Linked DNA regions of Mus musculus: regions 1, 3, 4 and 5 are each linked to region 2. The links are chromatin contacts, called in public ChIA-PET, Hi-C, HiChIP or PLAC-seq and promoter capture Hi-C maps. All regions are on one chromosome and are shown on one strand. The core of a region is the stretch at or near the end of the contact, and the rest is flanking DNA. Distances in the headings are between cores, read along the strand shown.

Region 1 (2,700 bases), core at 134-2,633, 880 kb before region 2:
CACACCCCGAAATTCCAAGAAGCACAATGGGGAGGGAGGAAGGAAGCTTAGTATGTGCTGGAGATAGTTTAGGTGGTCGGTGAGAATTGAACCCAGGGATACCAACCAAGCTACAACCTTAAATTCTTTTCAGTAAATCCTACCTTGCAGTATTGGAACTGAACCTGGGCCCTCAAACATGGCCGGCATTTTGTTACTAAGTTGCACCCATTATCTGGCTTTGTTTTGTCTTTAAACTTTAGTTGCTTCGTCTGTCCTGGAACTGTGTAGTCCAAGCAGGCCTTGGCCAGTCTGTCCTCTTGCCTCAGTCTCCCCAGTAGCTAGGGTGACAGGCCTGCACCGTTACTTTCAGGTTTTCCAAAGTCAGGGATTGGCAAGCAAAGCAGCGGCATCAGGCGGTACAGCCATTTCCGGGGGATCGCACGCCCTCTTCTGAACGCCTGGGGTACTGCATGGATGGGATGCATTTGCATAGGTTTTATGATGACTTCAAGTCAGAGTAATTAAGAGGCCAGAAAGAATATGAGGGAAAAACACCCTCTCCATGTTCTCTCCCCAAACCCAAGGCGTGGGTATTTAAAAGACTTTAATCCCTGCAGAGGCAGGAAGATCTGAGTTTGAGGCCAGCCTGGTCTACAGAAGAGTTCCCTGACTGCTGGGGCAGCATAGAGAAACTTTCTTTGTCTTGGGAAAAAAGCAAAAAACACAAGAGAATGTTATATGTAAAACAAGACAATTTTATATGTATGGGTATTTTGCCTGCGTGTATGTAAATATATGTAAATATAGGAAGTATGATCCCGAGGAACTGGAGTGGCAGATGGCCGAGATCCATCATGTTGGTGCTGGGAATCGAACCCTGGTCCTCTGGAAGAAAGCCAGTGGTCCTAACAGCTGAGCCATCTCTCCAGGCCTCACCCTCCATTTTTTTTAAGAATCTGGAAATGGAGCTCAGCCTATGAGGTCCCTTCCATGCCCAGCACTACATGAACCCTTGGTGGTGGCTCACACGGGTGACCCCAGCACTCAGGCAGAGGCTGTAGGGTCAGCAGTTCGAGGCTAGCACCCCTGTGCATGCTCTGCAGGCTACCCCTAAGCCCCAGATCCTGACACTTGGAATCAATAGGGATGACCGTCCTGCCCCAGTCTCGGTCTCACCCAAGGTGGCGGCAGATGGTCGGTGGCGGGTCGCGATGCTGGTGGGGAGGGCTGCCACGCGCCTCGCGCCTCGTTGCCAGGACACCTAAGCTGTTTGTTTGGCAACACCGGGCGTTCCCACTCCTGCTCAGTTCGCAGGGTGGGGATGTGGAGTGTGTGACAGCATCGACGTGGGGCTCAGTGGCTCCACCCAGCCACGCCGCCCCTGCCTCATCCCCCCAAGTGGTTTAGCCCACCCGCACCCCGTGCCGCCCAGCCAGCCAGAGCGGGCGGGCCGGCAGAGAAGGAAGTGAGCTGAGTGGAGAGAGGGAAGGGGAGGGAGAAAGTGGAGGGGGAGGGCGGAGGTGAGCCACGGAGGGGAAGGGATGAAAGAGGGGAAGGGAGAGGGGAAGAGGAGGTGAGGGGAAGAGGCATACTGAGAGGGAGAGACAAGGGGTGGTGAGGGATGGAGAGGGGTAAGGGGAGGGGCGTCCGTCGGGGCTGCGGCCTCAGTTTCTTCCTGCGCCAGCTCTGGTCCCCCCTGGCCCTGACGAGCCCCCAACATTTGTCACCACACAGATACCACCACCACCACCATCACCAGGATGCCAGACGTGAAAGAGAGGGCGGCCCGGAAGGAGCCCGGCGCGGCAGAGAGCGCCTCCCGTGAATCCCGCGGGGGAAACACCCGGGAGAGCGCGAGCAGCGCCCAGGGGCACCGATCGTGTAGGTTCAACCGTCGCCCGAGCACGGCCGCCCTCACCCCAGGGTCCGCGCAGGGGCGCGGGGTAAAGACGGCGCCACGAGGTCCCGTGGGCCACGGAGGACTGCGGACTGGCCCGACCTCCCGGTGTCCCCAGCCCTCCGCCCGAGCGAAGCTCCCCTCGGTCACGCGTGGGGCACCGCTTCCGCCATCCCCGGGAAAGGGCCACCTCGGCGGGACCCCGAGCTCGCACAGGCTAGGTATCTGCTTGAGGCAGGGTCCCCCAAGTGCGGGGACTGCAGGTCCGGACCTCCCTCCCCCTCGTTTCAAATGCTCCCGCACAAGCGTTGCCATGGATTTCCTGTGACGCTGGACAGTTAGTCTCTCCTCTGTGGCCACGCGGGGTCGCTGCTGCTTAACGCTGTGACTTGAGACAAGATCCAGGTGTACCCGGAGGGGTGGGGTGGGGTGGGTTGGGTTCGGGCTGGGGTTGTGTATCCAAATAGGAACCTGGCCTGTGGGGTTCAAGGTCAGGGCGTGCTGGTGCTGCTGGTTTGGAAACAGTTCTTACAATGGCTGTTGCATCCATAGGTACAGTGACTCCTGAGTATACAATCAAATTCCTTTTGTAAAAATTTGGAACTGTGTATAACACGTTGGCTTTGTTGTGTTGCAGTTTTCTTTTTTTAGGGGGGCAATCTGAATTTTTAAGAATTGTAGCCACACTTAAATCTCTACTCTTTAAGCCCTCCTTGTTCCGGAGTGCTCTGGGCGGAACTGGCTGCTTCTTGCAGTTGGAGAGTTTCTTGAGGAGTGGCTGTAGCTTTGAAGGTTTCCTTTCACCTCGGATTTGTTTACGG
Region 2 (2,700 bases), core at 191-2,690:
TTCCCAGCTGTGTGGCCGGCACTGAATACTCCTGGGGTTTAACAAGCGACAGAGCGATGAAACTCTGACAGAGGAGCACGGCCCAGGGTCTCAGGGAAGGCAGGGAGGGTGGCAGGTAGAGCTGCAGGGAGATCTCGAGGGCTGGGAAGCTGGAGCTGCAATATTGCCAGGAAAAGGGAGGTGATGGGTGAAGGATGTGGAAGGAACAGCAAGGGGAGAGGGTGAGGCCATGAACTGTGTTTGTTAGATGGTGGGGGGACGGGTAAGGGTAACCACATCACTGCCCCCACCCCCTCAAGGCTCCCAACTCCAACACTGCACAGATTTGTCTAAGGGAGGAGTGCGCTCCAGGCCCTGTCCTGAAGGTCTCTTCTAATCCTTATAGCAGCCCTCTAGGGAGTTATGGGAAGCTGGCTAGAAATGTTAATTGGAAATTACCACACACTAAATGGTTGCAGATTGGAGATCAAACTGCAAGACTCTGCAGATCATCCCCTAAACCGTAAGACACGGGTCTCCCGATCCCATCACCCAAGAGAATTCCAACATTTACGGGAACCTAGGGCATAGGTATTTGCCCCTAAGAGTTCAGAGTATAGGGATCCACCTATGAGGACATTTTGGGTCACCCGTGGCCACAGAGGATCAATCTGTCTCAGAGTTGCACCTTAAAAAAATATATTTATTTTATGTGCGAGTGTTTTACCCACTTGTATGTGCACCAGGTTCATACCATGCCAGCAGAGACCGGAAGAGAAAGATACCAGATCTTCTGGAATTGGAATTGTCCATGACGTGACCAGCCACTGATGTCCAAACCCTAGCTCCTCTGTAAGTGTTGTTACGCCCAGAGTCTTCTATCTCTCCAGTCCCAAGGGTGCACACTCCTGAAGTTTCAGTGTCGACCAAGTGCATGCCTGAAGCTGGCCTGAAGCAGCAGTCAAGATAAGGTCTTGGAGAGCATGCCGGGCGGTTACTCCACCACCCAAATCCGACACACAGCCTCGACGCCCATCCGGAGACTGGCAAGTGGGCCGGATCTCTATTAATGGCGGTGGTTTTCTTACACCATTGAGCTCATCCATTAAGTAAATCAACATTCCATTGAACGTTTACCACGTGCTAACGCTGCGTTAGGATAAACACTGCTAGGTCTGACAGATAAAGATAAGCTAGAGGGCGGGGGGAAGAGATGAAAGCACCTGCACACACAAGTAAAACAAAACAAAACAGTAACCAAACCAACCCTTTGACCTCACCAACATGGCGGCGCCAGGCCGACACAGACGCCTTTCATCATGGCGGACATAGCCTCCATGCGCCGCCCTTCCCAATATGGCGTCCGTGGTCGCCCTTCCCATCATGGCGCGCGGCCCCGCCCGCTCCGCCGCGGCTGCCGGCGGGAGCAGTTCCGGGTGCGGTGCGCGCCGGGGGCGGGCGAGGGGGCGGTGTCCTGGCCATGGCCGGCCTGTCGGACCTGGAGTTGCGGCGAGAGCTGCAGGCCCTGGGCTTCCAGCCAGGCCCCATCACCGACACCACGCGGAACGTCTACCGCAACAAGCTGCGCCGCCTGCGGGGCGAGGCCCGGCTGCGCGACGACGAGCGGCTGCGGGAGGACGCCGGGCCGCGGGAGGACGCCGGGCCGCGGGGCCCCGAGCGGCAGCGGGAGGAGGCCCGGCTACGCGAGGAAGCGCCGCTGCGCGCGCGGCCCGCCGCCAGCGTCCTGCGCTCGGAGCCCTGGCCGCTGTCGCCTTCCCCGCCGGCGCCTAGCGCGGCCTCCGACGCCTCGGGGCCGTACGGCAACTTCGGGGCCTCCGCCTCTCCCTGGGCCGCGAGCCGCGGCCTCTCCTACCCGCCCCACGCCGGGCCCGGGCCGCTGCGACGCCGCGCCTCGGTCCGGGGCAGCTCGGAGGATGACGAGGATACACGAACGCCGGACAGGCACGCCCCGGGCCGGGGCCGCCACTGGTGGGCCCCGCCGTCGGCCTCTGCGCGGCCGCACTCGGCGCTCCTCGGCGCCGACGCTCGCCCCGGCCTGAAGGGCTCGCGCACCGGCTCGGCGGGCGCCGGGCGGACCCGACCCGAGGTGGGCCGGTGGCTGGAGCGCTGCCTGTCTCGGCTCCTGCTCTGGGCCAGCCTGGGGCTGCTGCTCGGCTTCTTGGCCATCCTGTGGGTGAAGATGGGCAAGCCCTCGGCGCCGCAGGAGGCGGAGGACAACAGTACGTCCCGGGCCGGCGCAGGGGAGGGCCCGGGGCACGGGGTTCGCCCACCCAGACCGGCTTGTGAGCCGCGACCGACTGCAGACCCTCACTTTCTGCCTCCACTTTCTGCTCTTTTCTGTTTCCCCGTCTTTCTAGAGTCTCCCTTTCAGCCACAGCCAGGTCCTTCCAAGGGAAAGCCACACGCACACTCTTGACAGTCAGCCCACCCCTGCCCCTCTTGTCTTCCCTGCCTTCGGGGAATGCCTGCCGTGGTCTCAGCTTTGTAGCAGCAAAACTGGCACCACCGGGCCTTCATTTGTCAAAAGGAGTCTGACCCTGCCTGTGGCTCAGGTGTGGGAGAGTTGTTCTAAGCCGAAGCTGGTACCACAGGGGTGCATGTGAGGCACAGCCTCCCCCCCCCCCCCCCGCAGGCTGTGTTGGGAGAGAGCCTGTGAGTCAGGCGACTTCCTAGACGTCTTTGCCCACACTCAGTTACGTG
Region 3 (2,700 bases), core at 91-2,590, 650 kb before region 2:
CAGACTCCAGGAGCCGGCCCTTCAGTCATGCACATAACAGTTAATCAAACAAGGTATCTGAATCTAGCTAATAAATGTCTAAGATCACATAAGCCAATGTCAGCCAGGCAACGGGGGACACCACGTCAGGGACAGAGGCTCACACAAGCCCTGGTGTTCCATGTTGACTGGCAACACTCACACACACCTCTTGAAAACCACTAGTCACTGTGCTGCCAAACTCTGGATCACTAGAGCCTCTGAGACAACCTAAATTAACAACCATCACCAAGCTAGAATAAGCAGCGAAAACCAACTGCAAAGCTAGCTCCCAATTTTCGCAGCCACCCATTCTAACAAGCTGCATCATCACGCAGAGACCAGGAGTCCTTCAGATATAGCTGAAAAGTGTCTTGCCAGCTAACCCGTCATGCCCCAAATACAGAGCGACAGGACAGCTTAACAGGAGGCCACAAAGCACAAGTGGACACTGGCTGTCAAACAAACCTCCATGGCATCTTAAAGGGAAGGCTGCTGAAACTTTATCCCCCACCTCCGCTGACCTTTCTCCAATCCGTCTGTGTACGGAGAAGAAAGCGGACCCAGAAAGGAGGGAGGTCCGAAAGGACGACCAGCCTCGGGTGAAGGGTTTATATCTTTTCAAGAGTGATGCAACAGGGTCAGACAGAAGAGGAGGAGCTCGCCTCACAGAAGGAGAAAGCCGGCGTCGGCGCTGCAATCGAAGGGGACCTGGGTAATCCAGCACGGAGCGGCAAAGCCAGAAATGAACCGGCGCTGGGCGGCTCGGCAGGCGGGAAGAGGCCTCCAGGGCTGGCCTGCCAGGTTCCGTGCGGGTCTGGAAGGTACGGCCAGGAAAGGGCTGGGTGACCCGCGCCGAGGAAGGAGGCGGCGACGGGGGTGGGGAGGAAGGTGGCCCGGGCGAGGGAGTAATGCAGCGCCGACAACGGCCCGCAAGAGTTGAATCGCGCCTGCAGGGAGCCGCTCGCCCAGAGCGGCCGGAGGGAGGTCGGAGGGCTCGGAAAAGGACCGAGTACGCGGGGTGGCGCTCTCACCGGGACAGATGCTTCAAGATCTGCTTCTTAATGATCCCGGCCATGCTGCAGCCCGGGCCCGCGTGGAATGCAGGCAGACGGGCAGCCGTGGCCTCCTCAGTTGTGGAAAAGAGGCGTCCTCTCACCTCGCCGCGGCGCGGGCACCGGCTGCCGTAGCCACAGTGGCCGCCATGGCTCTCTGTCGCCCCTAACTCAGCGCCAGGAGTTCCGCCGCGTTCCCACCCGCCCGTGCGGCGCCGCAGGATCCCGCGGAGCAGAACCCAGACCGCACGCCACCCTCCGGGATCCCCGTGGCGAGAGCGCACGGCGAGGGGCGGGGACGCGCGCGGCGGCACAGGCGCAAGGGATGAGGGGCGGGGCGGCGGGAGCTCAGAGGCATAGGGGGCGGGGCAACTGCGCGGGGCGGGGCTTACACGCTCAGAGGCGGGGCTCACTCTTCCAGAAGGTAGATGGTGGCATTCGCCTTTACTCCGAACTCTCCAGAGCCAGAGGCAAGCAAATATAGGACCTTGAGACCAACCCTGTCTACATGGGGACTACCAAGACAGGGTTACATTAAGAGACCTTGTCTCTTCTGAGTTCGAGGCCAGCCTGGTCTACAAAGTGAGTTCCATGACAGCCAGGGCTATACAGAGAAACGCTGTCTCGAAAAACCACAAAAAAAAAAAAAGACCCAAGAAATCTAACCTTTAATGCTTCCAGTTTCAAGAAAAATATCTGCAGTTATTAAGCTGCTAAATACATAAGGCCTCCGTGATAAAGTGCTCGCCAAGCCTTGGGCCACTCCATTAAACACAGATGGAGGCTCCTTCCACTCTTCACTGTATCCAGGAGATACTCAGATACCATCTGACCAAAGCTACAAAACTGGGGCAAGGGCTGAATCCTGTTTCCATGCATGACAATGGCTCAGTGCAGGATCTCATTTCCCAATGCACCATTCTGACAAACTGCTGAGGTCAAAACGCCGAACAACCACAGCAAACCTAACCAACATACTTTGCTTAAAGCCCCCTTTAGGAAATTTAAATGTCTATTGATCATTAGTACATGACTCAATATACTTAACTGCCTTTTGAAAAGGGAGCAATGGAAATGAGAGCCAATGTCTTTAATTCTCGCTATTTCGTGTGGTTTTGCTTTCTTGGTAAGTTTGGCGGGAGTAGGAATTAATTACATCAAGCAAATGAGGTAAGTACTCCACTCAGACGCACCGCCCCCCAAAGACGGAGTGTTTTTATTTATCTGTGCATTCCTATGTGAGTGTGAATGTCATGTGCCCACAGAGACCAGAAGCTGTCAGATTCTTTGGCACTGGAGTTACAAGTAGTTGTGAGCCACTTGGTGTGGGTGCTGAGCACTGCACCTAAGCCCTCTAGAGCAGCACTTAGCAGGGAGCCATCTCTCCAGTCCCCAGGTCTTTTAAGTTTACTCTTGGAGCCCAGCGTGGTGGCGCAAGCCTTTAATCCCAGCACTCTGGAGGCAAAGGCAGGCGGATTTCTGAGTTTGAGGCCAGCCTGGTCTACAAAGTGAGTTCCAGGACAGCCAGGGCTACAAAGAGAACCCCTGTCTCGAAAAACCACCAAAAAAAAGTTTACTCTTGGTTGAGATTGAGACAAGGTATCCAGATATAGCCCTAGATGGCCCA
Region 4 (2,700 bases), core at 147-2,646, 640 kb before region 2:
AGGACAGCCTGTTCTACATAAGTTCTAGGCCACCCAGGGCTACATAATGAAACCCTTTCCAAAAATAAATAAGCCAAGGAAGTGGTGGCACATAACTTTACTCCGTGCACTCAGAAGGCAGAAAGCAAGCAGCTCTCTGTGAGTTCGAAGTCAGCCTGGTTTACAAATTATTCCAGAAGATCTGTCTTGTTTCCTCAGGAGATTGGGGGGGGGGGGGGCAGATAAATAGATTATTTAAAACTATTAAAACCATAAAAACCAAATTTTGTTGTTGCTAAAGGTTGTTTTGATTTGCTTTTTTTTGAGGTAGGGTCTCCCACCATAGCCTTAAACTCACAGCAATGCTCCATCTCAGTGTACTAGGAAGACAGGCGCCAGGCCCTAACTTTGTTGCTGGGCCTTGTGGCTGCTACACACGGGGCAACACTAATCACATATCTCAGTTATTCCTCCTGATGATCAATAGTTAATGAGGTTCTCACAGGAGCTGAGAATGGAGCTGTACACTAAGACATTTCTTTCCATTTTAACCAGGCATTTGAATAATGTGACATAATCAAATCTGCAAGTTTGTAGGAACACACTCCTGGTTTGTTTGTTTTTTGTTTTGTTGGGCTTTTTTTGGAGGGTGGGGCGAGTTATTTTGACAAGGTCTCAATATGTATCCTTAACTGACCTGGAATTTGCCATCTTCCTGGCTCAGCCTCTCAAGTATTGACATTACAGGTACATGCAGTTTCTGTATACGCAAATGCTTTCCATCTTCAAGCTTGCTTAAAGTTTTATCATTCTGCAAATACCTTCAAATTGCAAAGACCTCACAAAAAGGGTGGGAAAAAACACCCGCTTCCTAATTACTTTCTAAGAAAGGTTGTCATAAAATTTCCAGGAGACTGTAATGCACACACCTGGACCTAAAGAAAAAGAATTTTGCATACAAGGCGTTTTAGGATTATAAAAAAGACCCGCCACTTACAGAATCGTGGGTAAGATACGTATCACAGTAGTCACAATAAAACCTGAAATGACAAAAGAAAACGTCAGCAATTAACAGCTGTCCAAACAAACAGACCCAAAACCCAACTTCCTCGGATTGTAAGTCAAACAAAGCGTCCTGACAGAATGCGAGGCTTCTGAGCGAGGGTCCGCGCCCACTCTGCCAGGATGGCCGGAGAGCCTGGGTCTCCACCCGCCATCCCTCGGAGGGGCTCGCCTTCCCCTCGGAACGTCCAGAACCCGAGGCCGCCGCCCTGCACCTTCACCAGGACCCAACTGACCACCGCAAGTCCGCTTGCTCCCAGGGCCACACTCACTTGGGCATGATGCTCCACAAGCCGTTGGCTACCCCGATCCCCGCCGCCAGGAACTGACGCACACAGGCTGCGCCGACGCGAGCAAAGGATGCAGACAGGAGGGGTAGGACTTCCGCTTCCGGCCTCTGCCCTACGGATGCTGTGGGTGCCTCTGAGGTTCAATCCGCGCTCACTTATTCAGGATTAGTTACTCCGTCTAGGAAGTGCGTAATTTAGTACTATCAACAAAAGGTTCCAAAACCCTGAGTCAGCAGTTCCTACGCTGCGAATCATTAATCCAGCTTCTCAAATTGTGGTGACCCCCCCAACCAGAAATTATTCTTGTCGCTATTTCATAACTGTAATTTTGCCACTCGTATGACTAGTAATGCAAATTATCGGTGTTTTCTGATGGTCTTAGGAGAAACCTGTGAACGGGTTGTTCGACCCGCAAAAGGTGTCACGACCACTGCTCTAGTATGTACCCAGCTCTTCTGTAAATGAGAAGTGAAAAAGGCAGAACCAAATCAGGTAAAAGTTCTCATTCTCCAAGACCTGATTAGCAGTAAGCTGAAATCGATCAGTGGCTGAGGGATCAAAGTCCTATGCTGGGGAAATGAAGCGGGGAAGAGCGCAGCTGAACATCAAGGAAGACAAAGAAAATGTAGAAGACGATCACTGAGAAATTGATCATTGTATTTGAGCAATTAAGACAGACGTGAATTGTAGGGACACACTCCTGGGTGAGTGGGGCGGGTCTCAAGTTTTAAACCCTGTCTCCCTGCTTCCTTCCTAGCTGTGCAATTTACTCTCTCTGAGCTTCAGTTTCCTTATCTGAAAAGTAAAGGTAATAACTTGTGCAGTTTAAGGAAGAATCAAATGTAAAAATGCTGGAAAGTAGCTGGAGAATTGGTGTAGCGATTAAGCATTTGTTGCTCTTGGAACAATCTAAGTTCGATCACCAACACTCCCCCGTGGTGACTCCCACCTGTCTGCAGCTCAAGTCTCAGGGTGTCTGATGGATCTTTTTTAATCCACTCCCAGCACTAGGCACATACATGGTGCACTTACAAACTAAACACCCATATACATACAATAATACAAAAATGAATTTAAGCCGGGCAGTGGTGGCGCACGCCTTTAATCCCAGCACTTGGGAGGCAGAGGCAGGCAGATTTCTGAGTTCAAGGCCAGCCTGGTCTACAGAGTGAGTTCCAGGACAGCCAGGGCTACACAGGGAAACCTTGTCTAAAATAAAACAAAATATAAAAAAAATTTAAATGTAAAGCTCATAGGGCATTTAGCGAAAGGTCTATGCACTTAGGCCACCATAAATGGTAGTGATTCTATAGACGTTGTTAGCAGTACATTGCCAACTAACAGGTCAAACTTAGAGTCTGTTCTCTCA
Region 5 (2,700 bases), core at 27-2,526, 530 kb after region 2:
GCGCACACCTTTAATCCCAGCACTTGGGAGGCAGAGGCAGGTGGATTTCTGAGTTTGAGCTAGCCTGGTCTACACAGTGAGTTCCAGGATGGCCAGGGCTACACAGAGAAACCTTATCTTGACCCCCCCCCCAAACAAACAAACAAACCCCCCAAAGCCCCCCCAAAACAAAGAAACCCACAGTAAAACTTTCTCTAATCAAAATGGCCCACTCAGTAAACATTGTCTACTCTACAAAGTGTTGTGGAGCTAAACACTATGTACCCACCATTCAGTGTCTAACCATTAAAGCAAGAGACGTTTCTGACACACTACTACTTAAGATCAAGTGTCACCTCCACATGATCTTGAGTGAGAGGGAAAAAATTACTTAATTCAAAAGAGGAACTAGAAAGAGGGTGCCCTAGGCTCCTCTGAAAAGGTTTGTTTTTACACTGCAATACAGAAGTTTATCTCCAAACAGAGAAAACGGTATTCTGCAAACCTTAGATGGGGGAATGAAAATCTTGGCCAACCACTGTAAATACTGTTTACAAGTAAGGGCAGGAGCGCCCTGGAAGGTATGACGCAGAGGTTTCTACACAATGCCTTCAGCTCTGGGTGATTTAACCTCGTTTAGATCAGGCTCACCCTGGCTTGGGTTGGGCCCACTAGCTGCAAAGGCTGAACTTAACGCTCTGCATCAAGCTTGTCTGAGTCCGAAACTGCGACAGCAAGGGGGCGAGAGGGAGATTTCTGTTCTCAGATCCCTTTCTTTGAGGTTTAGGCAAAAAGCCTCCCGTGCATCAAAGACAGAACCAAAGCAGCGACAGTGGCTTGGGAGGCGCCCTAATTTCTCTTCAGTCGAAGTGCACACTTTTAGTCCATCAAGACAAAAAGCACTCCCTAAAATTCACTTCCGGGAGGGGCCGCCAAAGGTGACCTCACCCTCCAGCCGGGGACGTTGACAGGCTCTGAGGAGCGCATGCGGTCCTCCCCTCTGTGGTCCACCCCGCCTCATCCTCCCGCCGTAGTCCTCCACGTACGATCCTTCTCTCCGTGATCCTCCCACCGGGGTCCTCCGCTCCCACCACCTTGGACCTGGCGCACTTACCCCCGGTTAGGACCCTTGGGGATAAACCAGGGCACGAGGAGGCCCACGAAGCCCCAGAACACGCTCATCACGATCAAAGGCACAGTAAGGCCGTGGTATGCCATGCCTGCGCCCCAGCAGCCGAATCGGTCCGGAGCCTCGCTCTCGTCCCACCCGGAAGTGTCAACAGAGGCTCACGTGATCGGCGCGCTAAAGCCCCGCCCTTTGCGCGCGGCGTGACTCGACCGTCGGACTCCGCCCCTTAGACTAGAGCCCCGCCCTTACCTGGCTAGTCTCAAGGCTGTGGTTCCATGGGGCTTGACTGAGATGAACCTCCAGCCACCGGGGAGGGGACCAGCAGAGTTTTCTGGAAAGAACTTAGGCCCATTTTGGTGATGTGTCATTTACAGTTTTATCTATATTTTACGCGCAGACATAAATAAGTAAAACCTACAATAGTGGACTACTGTTCTAGAGTCTTGTATGCTAGGCTCCTGCTTTGCATTCTTCCATAGCCCATGAACTACTCACAATCGCCATCTCTGCTGCAAGTGAAGAATCACAGTCGCATTGTAAGTAACTTCACGGTTGTAAGGCTCTTAATCGTTGGTGCTGCTGTGTGTCTTGTACAGAGTGCCAGGGTCTGAGTTACAGAAGTAAATCTGACAGCCATCTGAGAGAGGTCACATCTCCAGAGAAGATGGACAGCTGAGGATGACCAGGCCCTACTTTGCATTCCCGCCAGTTGTCACAACAGTTTCAATAAGAATAGGAATTATCGGGGCTGGTGAGATGGCTCAGCAGGTAAGAGCACCCGACTGCTCTTCCAAAGGTCCTTAGTTCAAATCCCAGCAACCACATGGTGGCTCACAACCATCTGTAACAAGATCTGATTCCCTCTTCTGGTGTGTCTGAAGACAGCTACAGTGTACTTACATATAATAAATAAATAAATCTTAAAAAAAAAAAGAATAGGAATTATCACCGGGCATCGTGGAACACGCCTTTAATCCCAGCACTCAGGAGGCAGAGGCAGGCAGATTTCTGAGTTCGAAGCCAGCCTGCTCTACAGAGTGAGTACCAGGACAGCCAGGGCTACACAGGGAAACCCTGTCTCGAAACAAACAAACAAACAAACAAGAATAGGAATTAGCCAGAAATATCATTGTGGCTCGCCAGAATTGTAGGCTCATTGCACCATGAACTTCCTGAGACACAGAGGAGGGGAGCAATTCTTGGAGGTTTTTTTTTCCCTTGGGGCCAGGGACTTGCTATGAGGAACACAACAGCTCCCAAATGCTGGGATTGCCAGTGAAGCACCATGCTGAGCTGAGGTTGGTTTTGCAGAAGCTTGCAGACAGAGCAAGATGAAAAGGGAGATCTGGCAGCTGAATCCAGTGTGCTGGCTGTGGATCCATTTCCCCGTAGTAGCCACCTCTCCTGATTTCTTCATCAAGTAGAATGGATTCCTGAATTAATTGGACCCTTCAGCAGCTGTACCATCTTTGCAAATGATTTTCAGACTTTAACTGAGCCAGCTGTAGTGGCCGCATACTTTTAATCCCAGAATTTAGAAGGTGAAGGCTGGCAGAACCATGCAGTTAGGAACAGGCCAAACTAGACTCAGA

The links. Hi-C and Micro-C count contacts between places; a contact is called where the count stands out from the background. ChIA-PET counts read pairs in DNA pulled down with a chosen protein or histone mark. HiChIP or PLAC-seq counts read pairs in DNA pulled down with a chosen protein or histone mark. Capture Hi-C pulls out chosen DNA fragments and counts their contacts.
Region 1: a Hi-C map of B cells shows a contact between it and region 2, with 5 read pairs. The contact joins the promoter of Tcp11 here to the promoter of Lemd2 in region 2. A contact is called at or near these places in 2 of 39 promoter capture datasets (hippocampal neurons and pre-B cells) and 1 of 484 Hi-C or Micro-C datasets (B cells).
Region 3: a promoter capture Hi-C map of pancreatic islet shows a contact between it and region 2. The contact joins the promoter of Uhrf1bp1 here to the promoter of Lemd2 in region 2. A contact is called at or near these places in 2 of 9 other capture datasets (adipose tissue and pancreatic islet).
Region 4: a contact with region 2 is called in an H3K27ac HiChIP or PLAC-seq map of cardiomyocytes, with 7 times the contacts expected there. The contact joins the promoter of Snrpc here to the promoter of Lemd2 in region 2. A contact is called at or near these places in 1 of 39 promoter capture datasets (hippocampal neurons), 1 of 484 Hi-C or Micro-C datasets (CD4 T cells), 1 of 115 datasets of contacts at active chromatin or transcription factors (cardiomyocytes) and 1 of 9 other capture datasets (pancreatic islet).
Region 5: a contact with region 2 is called in an RNA polymerase II ChIA-PET map of memory CD8 T cells, with 5 read pairs. The contact joins the promoter of Atp6v0e here to the promoter of Lemd2 in region 2. A contact is called at or near these places in 1 of 39 promoter capture datasets (liver), 1 of 484 Hi-C or Micro-C datasets (CD4 T cells) and 2 of 115 datasets of contacts at active chromatin or transcription factors (memory CD8 T cells and microglia).

Annotation. Positions count from the first base shown.
Region 1 is chr17:28,079,322-28,082,021 of GRCm38.p6, reverse strand. It overlaps Tcp11 (t-complex protein 11), which reads left to right and starts at 1,383. Exons shown (of 10, transcript NM_001085555.1): 1 at 1,383-1,447; 2 at 1,717-1,863. The coding sequence starts at 1,743.
Region 2 is chr17:27,203,178-27,205,877 of GRCm38.p6, reverse strand. It overlaps Lemd2 (LEM domain containing 2), which reads left to right and starts at 1,440. Exons shown (of 9, transcript NM_146075.2): 1 at 1,440-2,219. The coding sequence starts at 1,460. Gm34736 (a long non-coding RNA gene) reads right to left here and starts at 1,009. Exons shown (of 4, transcript XR_385492.4): 1 at 711-1,009.
Region 3 is chr17:27,855,147-27,857,846 of GRCm38.p6, reverse strand. Uhrf1bp1 (UHRF1 (ICBP90) binding protein 1) reads right to left here and starts at 1,340. Exons shown (of 21, transcript NM_001080769.1): 1 at 1,053-1,340. The coding sequence starts at 1,096.
Region 4 is chr17:27,838,783-27,841,482 of GRCm38.p6, reverse strand. It overlaps Snrpc (U1 small nuclear ribonucleoprotein C), which reads right to left and starts at 1,396. Exons shown (of 6, transcript NM_011432.2): 1 at 1,314-1,396; 2 at 977-1,019. The coding sequence starts at 1,321.
Region 5 is chr17:26,674,972-26,677,671 of GRCm38.p6, reverse strand. It overlaps Atp6v0e (ATPase, H+ transporting, lysosomal V0 subunit E), which reads right to left and starts at 1,276. Exons shown (of 4, transcript NM_025272.2): 1 at 1,094-1,276. The coding sequence starts at 1,197.